2 separate regions of the Rattus norvegicus genome follow, and region 2 is linked to region 1. Evidence: chromatin contacts called from public Hi-C data. All regions are on one chromosome and are shown on one strand. Each heading gives the region's core, a stretch centred on a gene start, on an enhancer-like site or on the middle of the called end of the contact. The rest is flanking DNA. Distances are from core to core; before and after follow the strand shown. Region 1 overlaps LOC102549242 (a long non-coding RNA gene). Region 2 holds the start of Marchf2 (membrane associated ring-CH-type finger 2).

Region 1 (6,054 bases), core at 722-3,221:
TTATGGGGGCCACCGTGCACGTGCAAGAAGACAGGCAGCGAGGGCAACAATGTGTCTTCTTGTTCCCAGGTCCCTGGGGAACTGGCTAGAAAGATGCCTGGTTGCTGACTGAGCTAGAGACATAATTCAGAGTTAAGAATGCTGCCTGCTCTTCCACTGTACCCAGGGTCAGCTCCCGGTTTCCAAATGGAGGCTCACGACCCTCTGAAACCCCACCCAGTCCCAGAGCACCAGACCTGCACAAGGACAAAACAACCATACAAATAAAATAAGATTTTTTTAATGAAGAATTATAAATTATGGAGATATAAGAAAGCAAAGGAAATGGACCCCTCACATCAGTTTGAGAAAAAAGAATCCCAGTGAAATATTTGGTGTGAAGGCTGATGACACAGAGTTGATATTGCTTTCATACATAGAGATTCCATATTAAAATAACAATAAGCCAAGCTCAATCCCTAAATACATACAAGCTTGGGCAGGGCCCCATTCCTTTCCCCGGACACTGCTTAAGAATGTTTAAAAAACAGAAATAAATAAATAAATAGCCAAATTCCTGTCAATTTTGCTTGCAGTAAAAACATCCCTGGGAGCCAGACTTTACCTTATCAATTATGATCCTATCAGATGACTCCTAAGGCCCACCCAGCTATAGCAATCCTTTAAAGATATCGCCATCAGATTCTCAATGTGGAGGGGTTTGGTGGCACACACCTTTGATCCCAACACTCAGGAGGCAGAGGCAAGTGAATCCCTGTGAGTTCTGGGCCAGGCGTAGCTAGTGAGAAATCTGTCTCAAAGCTGAAACAAAGCAACGATGGGCTAAGATTCCCCAGCGAGGAGCTCATGCCCATCCGTAGATGGGTCTTAAGCTCCCTGACTCCTCTTTGAATAGCCGCACCCCTTCTCTCAACATTGTCTGTTTTCTGGGTGTTTCTCTTCCTCTTAAGCCTCGTGGGTGCAGCTATATTTAGGAATCTTGGGTTGGTAAAGGTGAATCAGCTAAGTTCCTGAGTTGAATTCCTGGAACCCATGAGGTAAGAGACAACCGACTCTTGAAAGTTGTTCTCTAGTCTCTATGCGTGCTGTGTGTTGGGTTTCAGACCAGGGGATGAGTGCCTGAGGTACCTATTTAACAGGAGGCCAGGTCCTCCCAGCATCCCTCAGTTACAGGAAGTGGTATCTCCTATTACTGGGTATGGCTGGCATTCTTGCCCTCTACCCTGAACTTCCCAGCCCAAGGGAATAAATGAAATCTTTATACGTATACTTTTACTTGTTATTTTTACAGTGTGCACGAGAGGGTCAGAGAGACAGGGACAGAGGCAGGTGTAGGGAACAGGGGCAGTTTGTAGAGTTAGTTCTTGCCTGCTACCTTTTTGTGCATCCCAGGAATTGAACTTCGAAAGTCAGGCTTGGCTACAAGCACACTTTATCAACTAAACCAGCTCACCAACCCGTGTGTGTGTGTGTGTGTGTGTGTGTGTGTGTGTGTGTGTCTGTCTGTCTGTCTGTCTGTCTGTGTGTAACTGTATGTATTTAAATTAAATCCCAAATCTTTATAAACTGGCTAGTCCCAAAAGTCTTATCTGATTTGCAGCCACAAATCTCAGTTTGGTCTGAGTGAAAGTCCCTGAAGTCTATGAAATCTCAGTCTGCTGAGGATAACATCTAGGGACTTGTGCCTCCTCCTTCAGCTCACCAGCACCACCACCACCAAAAAAAACCACTAACAGATGATTTTTTGATACTGACCCGGGATTAACTGCTCCCTTTGTCTCCCTGTGTCACTACCTCAATCTGAGAGCAAGCCCTGATGTTAGTACTGTACCAGCCCCTGTGCCGCCTGCAGACTGGACTCCTAACCTCACTTGGTCTTATGCCAGCTTGCCAAGGAAAAGGCCTGTCCGGTGTCCTCACACAGCCATTGACCTTGGGTGTCCTCAGTGAGATTTCCCCATCTCTCAACAGCCTGTTTAGCTCTAAGCCAGTCATAACACTCTTGGCTGTGTTATGCAAGAACTGTGCAAGTTTTTCCTGCCAGCACTGGAATTCTTTGTCAGGCTAGATCTTACTGGAGGAAGCTAAACAATGTCAGAACCCTTGGAATGGTGGGATGTCAGGGAGGGCACTGTGTTTTGGAGGAGTTATGGACCTGCAAGCAATTGGATGCATAAACAAGGCTGGTCTGGGGGAGAATGAACAAACTGGGCTGGTTCCCCCCACCCCGCCAAAGACAGCCCCCAGGAGCAGGCAGCAGGCAGGGACTTAAGCCAAGATGCAACCATGAGAACAGAGGCCCTGGGAATTCACAGACATCTCAGGGAGGGCACTGGGCTCCCTCGCAGGCAGGCCGTGGGAGAGAGGCAGGCGCCAAATCTCCAATTGACCCTGGCTTGATGGCTGGGTAACATCTGCTATACAAAAGAGCTGTCTCCAGCCAGAAAGTCACAACCTCAGCAAGCCTTTCGAACACCCAGCAGGGAGGGTTGGGGTTAAATAGTGTTAAATTCTTTCTTGAGTCCTGGGCTTGGCTACACATCAGACACACCCCAAAATACACAAGTCTACCACACATAATGATAACCTAATATTTCATGCACGCTCAGTATACGCCAGTGAGCCATCACTTCATTTTTTACACTTCTTTATTTATGTAGTGTGTGTGTGTGTGTGTGTGTGCGTGCCTGTGTGCGTGCACATACACGTGCCACGGTGCATGTGTGGAAGTTAGAGGACAGCACAGGGAAGTTGGCTCTCTCCCTCCACCTTCTAGATGCCATGGATCAAACTCAGATCGTTAGGTTTGACAGTAAGCTCCCTTATTCACTGAGCTATCTAACTTACCTTATATGAATATTACAGTCTTTATAAGGTAGTTCTGCACAGGAGTTATTCACATAACAGCTTAAGGGGTTAAGAACTTGATTCCTGACCTGTGACATGGGACCCAACAGGCAAAGACACTTGCCAACAAGAAAGACAAACTGAGCTCCATCCTAAACCCACCTGTGGAAGGAGAGAACTACTCTTAAAATTGTCCTTTGACATCCACCCCTCTCTGTGTTTCTGTGTGTGTGTGTGTGTGTGTGTGTGTGTGTGTGTGTGTGTGTGTGTGTGTGTGTGTATCCGTGTGTCCTCATAAGCCAGAGCCATCAGAACCCCTGGAGCCAAAATGGGCCCTCTGCAAAAGTGGTGCTTCTAACCACTGAGCCATCTCTCCAGTCCCATTGCCATTGAACAGCCAAATAAATTCCTGCCCTGGGGGCTTTGCACTTCTTTGTTTCTCTACCAAGAATGCTCCCACCTCCCCCTCTCAGGCTCTGTATAAGCACCATCCTCATTTCCCAAGAGTCACCTCTCCAAGGACTGAAGCCTAAACTGCAACCCCTGTTCTCGTACAGGTAGATGGTGCTACCACCGTCCAGCATACTGCACAGATAATCTCAAGGAGAACAAAGGACAGCTTATTCTGGAGTCATATTGTGCCTATTCACATTCATAACCTGGATATGGGGACCGCATATCCAGACTACCCTGAATTCCATATTTTAATGTTATAACAGTTTAATGAAATCCTTATAGTGTAAAACGAAGGAAATCATGAATCAGGAGTGTTGGGATTTGTTTTGTTTTTGAGGTCTCACTGTAGCCTTGGCTGGCCTAGAATTCCCTCTGTAGAGGCTGACCTTGAATTTACAGATATTAATCTGCTTCTGTCTCCCAGGTGCTAGGATTGAAGGTGGGCACCACTGTGGGCACCAAGGTAATTTTAAACCACACTGATGGAAACATGAATCAGACAGAATGCAGCAAAGGAGAAATCTTCACTGAAGGCTTTCAGCAGAACAGATAATGTTCTTTGCCTTCAGGTCAGTGGGAACCAGACAGAGCTCTACACATCCCAAAAGGAACTTACTAGGTCCTGAACGTGCTAGGCCTCACACAGAGGTGGTCAATAAATGGCTCTTTAGAGGCGAGAGAGAGCCCACAAAGGCTTCAGAGATAATTCAATGGGTAAAGGCATTTGCTGCCCATATTGACGATTTGAATTGATTTTGGTCTTATATAATGGAAGGAGAGAACCAACTCCAAGTTTTCCTCCATACATACACCGTGATCTATGTACCCACATAGAGAAAAAGTAAACAAATATAAAAAGAGAATTTTTTTTTAACTTAAGAAGTCAGTTGGCAGCTGGGTAGTCAGTCAGTGGGTAGTGCTGGCTCGTGACTTTAACCTCAGCACTTGAGAGACAGAGGCAGGTGGATTCTCTATAGATTTGACACAAGCCTGGTCTGCAGAGCAAGTTCCAGGACATCCAGGGTTACACAGAGAAACCCTGTCTTGAAAAAAAAGTCACTTGGCAGATCTGGATGTTCTTCCTCATCTGGGCTCAATGTAACAGACTGTGGAACAGAGGCCTGTGTGCATCTATAAAGGTCACCATGCACCTATGGCCTGGCACTTTGGAGCCTGTTGCTCTCTTGGCTCACAAGGCCTCTCCCATTCTCAGGAATGCTTTTCCTTTCCTAATAAACTGGCTCTATTTCTATTTTCAACCATGTGCCCCCATTTGGTGCTTTGCCACAGGACAGAAAAAAAAAATGGATACTTCAACAGGTGTCCAGGATACTACAATGGGGAATCAGGTCCATGCCTCCAACAGACAGGGCTTCTGAAAGGAGATTGCCCTTGTGTCTTAGCAGTCACTATATATACAATTTTGGATTTTGGTGGCTTTTGAAGGTTGCTAAGTGTGGTGGTTTGAACAGGAATACTCCCGTAGGCTCTTTTTTTTTTTTTTTTTTTTTGAATGCTTGGTCTTTAGAGAACGGCACTATTTGAGAGAGATTAGGTATGGTCTTGCTGAGGGAAGTATGTCAGTTGGGGTAGGTAGGCTTTGGGGTCTCAAAAGCCCAAGCCAGCCCCAGTGTCTCCTTCTTCCTGATGCCTGCTGATCCACATGTAGAACCTGTGCTTCCCTAGCACCATGTCTGCCTGCATGCCATGATAACAATAAACTAAACCTCTGGCACTTAAATTAAATACTTACTTTTATAAGAGTTGCCATGGTCATGGTATCTCTTCACAGCAATGGAACAGCAACTAAAACACCCCTACCCCATTTTTTTCCTCTTTCAATAAAGGAGATGATAAGATGGCTTCCCCTTTTTCTTATTTTTCTCTCCTCTGTCTTTCTCAAATGCTGGTCAGAGCTGAAGCATGCGTTTTCTGGTATTTTAGACTTGCTTAGTGTTAGTCTGAAGCTCCCCTTCCCACAGTGTAAGACTTACCAACCTGAGTTGATAGCTGGGATCCATGTGGGGAAAAGAGAGAACCTGCTCACTCCAGTTGTTCTCGGACAGACTTGCTGTGGTGTGTGTGATGAACATGCAAAACAAATAAAAATAAAGGTAACATTTAAAAGAATATTTTATTTACTACTGAGGGGGAAAGGGGGAGATGTGCTATGTGCGATTCAGGGAATGGTGCCAGAGGTGGTGAGATCTAAGTCATTTAAAGTCCAGATGATTATCACAAGTCCCAAGTTCTGAATGCTGGAAATGGGGCTACAGGACTGCAGGACTGTGTGTGTGTGTGTGTGTGTGTGTGTGTGTGTGTGTGTGTCTGTGTGTGTCTGTGTGTGTCTGTGTGTGTCTGTGTGTGTCTATGTGTATGTTTGTGTGTCTTTGTGTGTGTGTGAGTGTCTGTGTGTATGTGTGTGTGTCTTCGTGTGTGTATGTGTGTCTGTGTGTGTGGGTCTGTGTCTGGGTGTGTGTCTATGTGTGTGTGTGTGTGTGTGTGTGTCTGCCTCAGTGTGTGTCTGCATCTGTGTGTGTGCGTGTGTCTGTGTCTATGTGTGTGTCTATGTATGTCTATGTGTATGTCTATGTGTATGTCTCTGTCTTTATGTCTGTCTATATGTGAGTGTGTCTGTGTCTGTGTATATGTGTGGTTTTCTCCTGATATTTTTTTTCCTATTCCTGCTTTGGTGCCTTGAGGAATTGCACAAACCAAGTCACTTGTATGGAGGTCAGAGGATAACTTAGG
Region 2 (5,875 bases), core at 409-2,908, 200 kb after region 1:
TTTCTTTCTTTCTTTCTTTCTTTCTTTCTTTCTTTCTTTCTTTCTTTCTTAAAGGCTGGTAAGATGGTTCCTTGGGTAAAGGTGCATGCCACCACCAAATCTGATTAGGAGTAGAGAACTGAATCCCAAAACTGTCTTCTGATCTCTACATATGCTAGAGTGGGTGAGGGCTCACAAACTACACATAAACAAAACAAACAAATGGACAAATGTTAAAAACACAATTGTGGGTTAGAGAAATGGCCAAGTAAATAAAACTATTTACTGCTCTTGCAAAGGACCCAGGTTTGGTTCCTAGTACCCATGCGGTGGCTCACAACTGCCTGTTCCAGTTCCAGAGGATCCAGCACCCTCTTCTGGCCTCTGAGGGCTCTTACATAATAGACATAAATTCACAGAGGCACACATACATTTTAAAAAATGGTATGGTGGCACACAGGTTTAGTCCCAACACTTGGAAGGCAGAGGCATTGGGATCTCTAAGAATTCAAAGCCAGCCTATTTTCCATAAGGAGGCCCAGGGCAGCCAAGGCTACGGAGTAAGACCTTCTCAAAAATAAAATAAAAATAAAACAACCAAACAAAACCAAAGCTGCACAAAGTAATCAAGCCAGGCCTTGAAGTCTTCCTGCCTCACCCTCCAGAGTAGCTGAGATAAAAGGCCTGTACCACCAAGTTCCATGGTCTAGGCACTTTAACCTGGCTCTGCCACTGATATTGTATGCTCTGGTTCAAGTTAATTTACTTTTCTGGACCTCATCCATCTCTTTCTTATTTTAGGGCGTGTTTGTGTGTGTTTTGGTAAAAGCAGGGCCTAGTGCATGCTAGGCAAGTACTGAGCTACACCCCCAGTCCACAAACTAAGTTCTAATTCCAGAAGTTCTACTTCTTACTTGTTGTGTGGCCTTGGGAAACGGCTTTAACTTCCCTGAACTTCAATTTGCTCATCTAGATGGAAGGAATTACTTTTAGTACTTCACCCTCACTAACCACATAAATTCTGTCTACAGAGTTTTTTTTAAAGTGTTTTCAATTGTATTTATTTTGTGTGTATTTATGCATATGCACGTGGGTGTGCCTATGGAGTTGAAAAGACAACTTTTTGTTGTCAGTTTTTCTTTCACCATACTGACCTCAAAATTGAACTCAGACAAGCACCTTGACCAGCTGAGCCATCTTGGCAGTCCCTGACTACTGTTTGAAAAACAACATTTTCAGTACAGTGCACTGAGTAGCTTTTTGTAAAGCTCCCAACTCTTTAAAATGTTAATAATTATCCAGACAGAACCGTTATGAAGAGGGTTTCAGAGTGGCATTAGCCACTTTTGACCACCTACTGTATACCAGGCGCTTTTCTCATCAGCCATCTCCTAAATCAGGTTGGCTCCGAGATGACCCACTTTTCATAGATGGGGAAGTCGAGGCTCACAGAGGTTCCTACTACGTGGCGAGGCCCGGAGACCTCTCACCAACGTCGAAATGATAAATAACTGAGGTGCCTGCGTCCGGAGCAGGGATAAGGCCAAGGGTGCAGCCCTGTCTCGCCCGAGTACTCTGCCGGGGCCTCGAACCCGAGACCTGGGAGACCTGCCTACATACTTGGGCCAGACCCGCTCGCTCTTCGGTGCCTACCTGTTCCGCGGCCGGGCCGGGCGGCCGCGCAGGCCCCTCGGTTCTCCCTGGCCCGGGTCCCGGCCCGGCCCGGCCCGTCAGCAGCGGCTTGCTCCGGCTCCGGCGGGCACCTGCGTCCGGGCACCGCCCGCCGAGCCGACAGCACAGCGAACCAATGGAGACTCCCTCTGAGCACCATCTGCCAATCAGCGTACACCTCCCGCCCAAGGAGGTGGGGCCTTCAAAATATTGGGACGTCCTGGGCGGTCCAGGCCAGCAGCTCCTGGCTCCGCCCCTGCCGCGTTCTGGCTCCGCCCCCAGAATGGGCCCCGCCTCATCCCGGCTCCACCCCCATCCCAACTCTGCCAGCAGATCGCTAGAGCCTGCTGCAGAACAAAGACACGCTTAAGTAAACAACTTGACGCTTGCCCAGTAACTTCTTTCCGCTTCTTTTTTTTTTTCCATTTTTTTAAAAGGCATTTTTAATGTAGATCAGGCTAACCTCAAAACCACTTTGTAGCCAAGGATGACCTTGAGCCTCAGATCTTCTGGCCTCAACTTTCCCAGTGCTATCGGGGAGCTAGAATGGAATCAAGTTTTTCTTGCGTGCTAGGCACAAACAGTAGGAACTGAGATACATTTGTCACATTACCCGATCCTAGGGTAAGAAGAAAGGATATGATCACATTTTGCAAAAGAAAATCAACCCGAAGGGGTTACAGTTCTGTGGGGGAAACTAAAGCCATCATCACTCATTCAAGCAAGCGATACATTCTAAAAATGGAGCAACACATGGTAGAAAGAGCTGTTGAGATGGCTCAGTGGGCAAGCGCTCTTGCCTGGCAAACATAACGATCTGTATTAAAATCTCCAGCATCCACATAAAAGAGCTGAATGTGGCCTGGCACTCCTGTGACCTCAGTGCTTTAGATGGTGTAGGCAGGAAGGTGGCTGGGGTTTGCTGATTGCCAATGCAGCACTAGTTTCAGCTAGACATCCTGCCCTAATACAACACTCAGTACTTGCCTTGCCCTGGGTTGTACACAAAGCCCTGGATTTGGTTCATGCCTATATTCTCAGCACTCAGGGGGTTCAGGGACATCCTCAACTACACAGAAAGTGAGGCCGACTATATCAAGGAAAACAAAAAAAGATCAAAATTCTGTAAGAAGCATTATTACTAGCAAGTGCAAGGCCCTGGGTTCGGTTCCCAGCTCCGAAAAAAAGAAAAGAAAAAAAAAAAAAAAAAAGAAGAAGCATTATTACAGTCCAGGCTTGTGAAAGACCCTGGGGGCATATTAACTAATATAAATATTGTGAGACAAACATTAGCGGTTTTTAATCACTGTGTTTGTTTGTTTGTTTGAGACAGGGTCTTACTATGTAACCTAGGTCCTGCCTCCCCCTCACAAGCATAAGATTACAGGCCTATGCCACCACAGTCCCACTTTATCAGTGTGAATTATTATTCTATTGCAGTACCTGTGGTAGAGGCAGAAGCCTGATCTCTAAGGTAGGTGCACCACAGAGCTGCACCTTAAGCTTCATTTTGTTGGTGGTGGTGGTTGAGGTGATGATGGTTTGGATTGGCTTTTCGGTAGAGGGTTTCATAAAGTCCAGTGTGGCTTTGAAGTGTATATTCATCCAAGAATGACCTTGAACTCCTGCTTCCGAGTTCTAAGTGTGGGCACGGCCGGCGTGAGTCACCGTGCCTGGCTTTAGTGACATGTTTTTTAAGTTGCCAACAGAGTATGAATATATCGGAAACAATGTAGAGTTGCTTTTGTTCAATTTCCACAGCAACAGTAAAAAAAAGGTTAAAAAGTTGGGCGTGCTCCTGGGCATATACTGAAAAGATGCCCCAACATATAACAAGGACACGTGCTCCACTATGTTCATAGCAGCCTTATTTATAATAGCCAAAAGCTGGAAAGAACTCAGATGTCCCTCAACAGAGAAACAGATACAGAAAATGTGGTGCATTTACACAATGGAATACTACTCAGCTATCAAAAACAATGACTTCATGAAATTCATAGGGAAATGGAGCGAACTAGAAAATATCCTGAGTGAGAATATTTTCACAAAAAAACACACTTGGTATGCACTCACTGATAAGTGGATATTAGTTCAAAAGCTCAGATTACCCAATGGTACAATCCACAGACCACATGAAGCTCAAGAAGAAGTCTAGACCAAAGTCCTTCATTAGAAGGGGGAGCAAAAATATTAATAGGAGGAAATACGGAGACAAAGTTCGGAGCAAAGACTAAAGGAAAGGCTATCCAGAGACTGCCCCACCTGGGAATCCAGCCCATACACATACAGCCACCAAACCCAGACAATATTGCTGATGCCAAGAGGTGCATGCTGACGGGAGCCTGATTTAGCTGTCTCCTGAGAGGCTCTGCCAAAGCATGACAAATACAGAAGCAGATGCTTATAGCCAACTATTGAACCGAGAACAAGGTCCCCATTGGAGGAGTCACAGAAAGGATTGAAGGAGCTGAAGGGGCTTGCAACCCCATAAGAACAACAATGCCAACTAATCAGAGCTCCTGGGAACTAAACCATAATCCAAAGAGTGCACATAGACAGAGACCCATGGTTCCAGCTGCATATGTAGCAGAAGATGGTCTTGTTGGGCACCAATGGGAGGAGAAACCCTTGGTGCTGCCAAGGCTCAACCCAACATGGTAAGGGAATGTCAGAGCGGGGAGGCAGGAAAGAGTAGGTGGATGGGTAGGGGAACACCCTCATAGAAGCAGGGGGACGGGGAGGGGAGGTTATGGATAGGAAACTGGGAAAGGGGATACCATTTGAACTGTAAATTAAAAATATCAAATAAAAATGTTTAAAAAGTAGAGTGTGGTGGCACGGGCCTTTAACCACAGCCTTCAGAGACAGAAACAGGCAAATCTCTGCGAATTGTAGATTCTGTGAGGTAGGCCAGCCTACTTGACACAGCCAGTGAGACTTCATGTCAGCAGAAAACAAACAAACAAACAAACAACAGCCTGAAACCCAGAAATTATAAAAGAGGATATTTTACTCACCCATGCTTTGTAACTGTCATTAAAAAAACATTATTATAGAGGACACTGAAACTTTACAAAAATGTTTATTCAAGGACATTTGCTGAACAATGTTTGCACTGTCTCAGGCTGACACCACTCTTCTTATTGTTCACTGTCTCCAAGGACAAGAGATTCAAAAATCACTTATGTAGTCCTTCTCAATTTGCCCAAGTGTTCCCCTTGCCTCTGCCTCTCTGAATATGCACTTGGTCTGCAGTGGTACACATATTGCCATCATGGAGATACTCATCATCTGTCTTTCTTTTATTCTTCTTTTGTTGTTCTTATCTTTTTATTCTGAGACAGGATCTCATGTATCCCAGGCTGCGCCTCCAGTTTGCTGAGTAGCTCTTGCCTTTATCTCCTGAGTGCTGGCATGGCAGGTCTGCATCACCACTCTGGATGGATCTCCTGGCTTTATGCATGCCATGTGAGCACTCCACCGACTGAGCTATAGCCCCAGCCCTGACTTAGGTTTTTGAGATAGTATCTTACTGTACAATTTGGGCTATTCTTGAGTCATGGTAATCCTCTTGCCTCAGCCTGCTACATACTAGGAATGCAATTAAATGTTACCATGCTCAGCCATTTCCTGAATAGGAGCCCATTGTTCCATATAATCAGAGGGCAACCTTCAAGATCAGAAATTTAACATTAACCCTGTATCACCATGTAAGTGTCAAAGCCCTTTCAACATTTGAATGGCATCTTTTTTTTTCTTTTTTCTTTTTTTCGGAGCTGGGGACCAAACCCAGGGCCTTGCACTCGCTAGGCAAGCGCTCTACCACTGAGCTAAATCCCCAACCCCTGAATGGCATCTTTTAAAGATAGGCCTAGGTGATGACGTTCAAGGCCTGGAATCCCCCAGAGGGGCTGAGGTCCTAGTTCAACATAGTGTCCCTCCCTAACTTGAACAAGGCACTGGGTTCATCCCTAGCACCCAGGAGTGGGGTTGAGAACAGTTCCTGGACTATGCTTTGTCTTCATGACCTTGATACTTTTCAAAATGGTAGATGTTTTGTAGACTAGCCCTTCATTTGAAAACATCTACATTTCTTCCTCACATTGTTCTGTAGAAAGTCCAAAAAACAACATTGTGTTCTCAGGATGTATATAGTGTTGATAACCTCCACTACTGATTATGCTGAGTTGAAATGTTGCTTTCCTGTTTCTCCAGTGTGAGTTAG

The links. A called contact is a pair of places that touch in the nucleus more often than the background predicts.
Region 2: a Hi-C map of psoas muscle shows a contact between it and region 1, with 1.9 times the contacts expected there. The contact joins the promoter of Marchf2 here to the enhancer-like site in region 1. A contact is called at or near these places in 2 of 12 Hi-C or Micro-C datasets (Schwann cells and psoas muscle).

What each region holds. Positions count from the first base shown.
Region 1 is chr7:15,010,805-15,016,858 of GRCr8, forward strand. LOC102549242 (a long non-coding RNA gene) reads right to left here. Exons shown (of 4, transcript XR_010053580.1): 3 at 5,302-5,374. Among named protein-coding and RNA genes, the nearest start is that of Adamts10, 20 kb to the right of the region's middle. Within about 2 kb of position 1,972, at least 32 of the 93 cell types and tissues checked have an H3K27ac peak or open chromatin away from gene starts, as enhancers often do.
Region 2 is chr7:15,208,200-15,214,074 of GRCr8, forward strand. It overlaps Marchf2 (membrane associated ring-CH-type finger 2), which reads right to left and starts at 1,659. Exons shown (of 5, transcript NM_001034108.1): 1 at 1,633-1,659.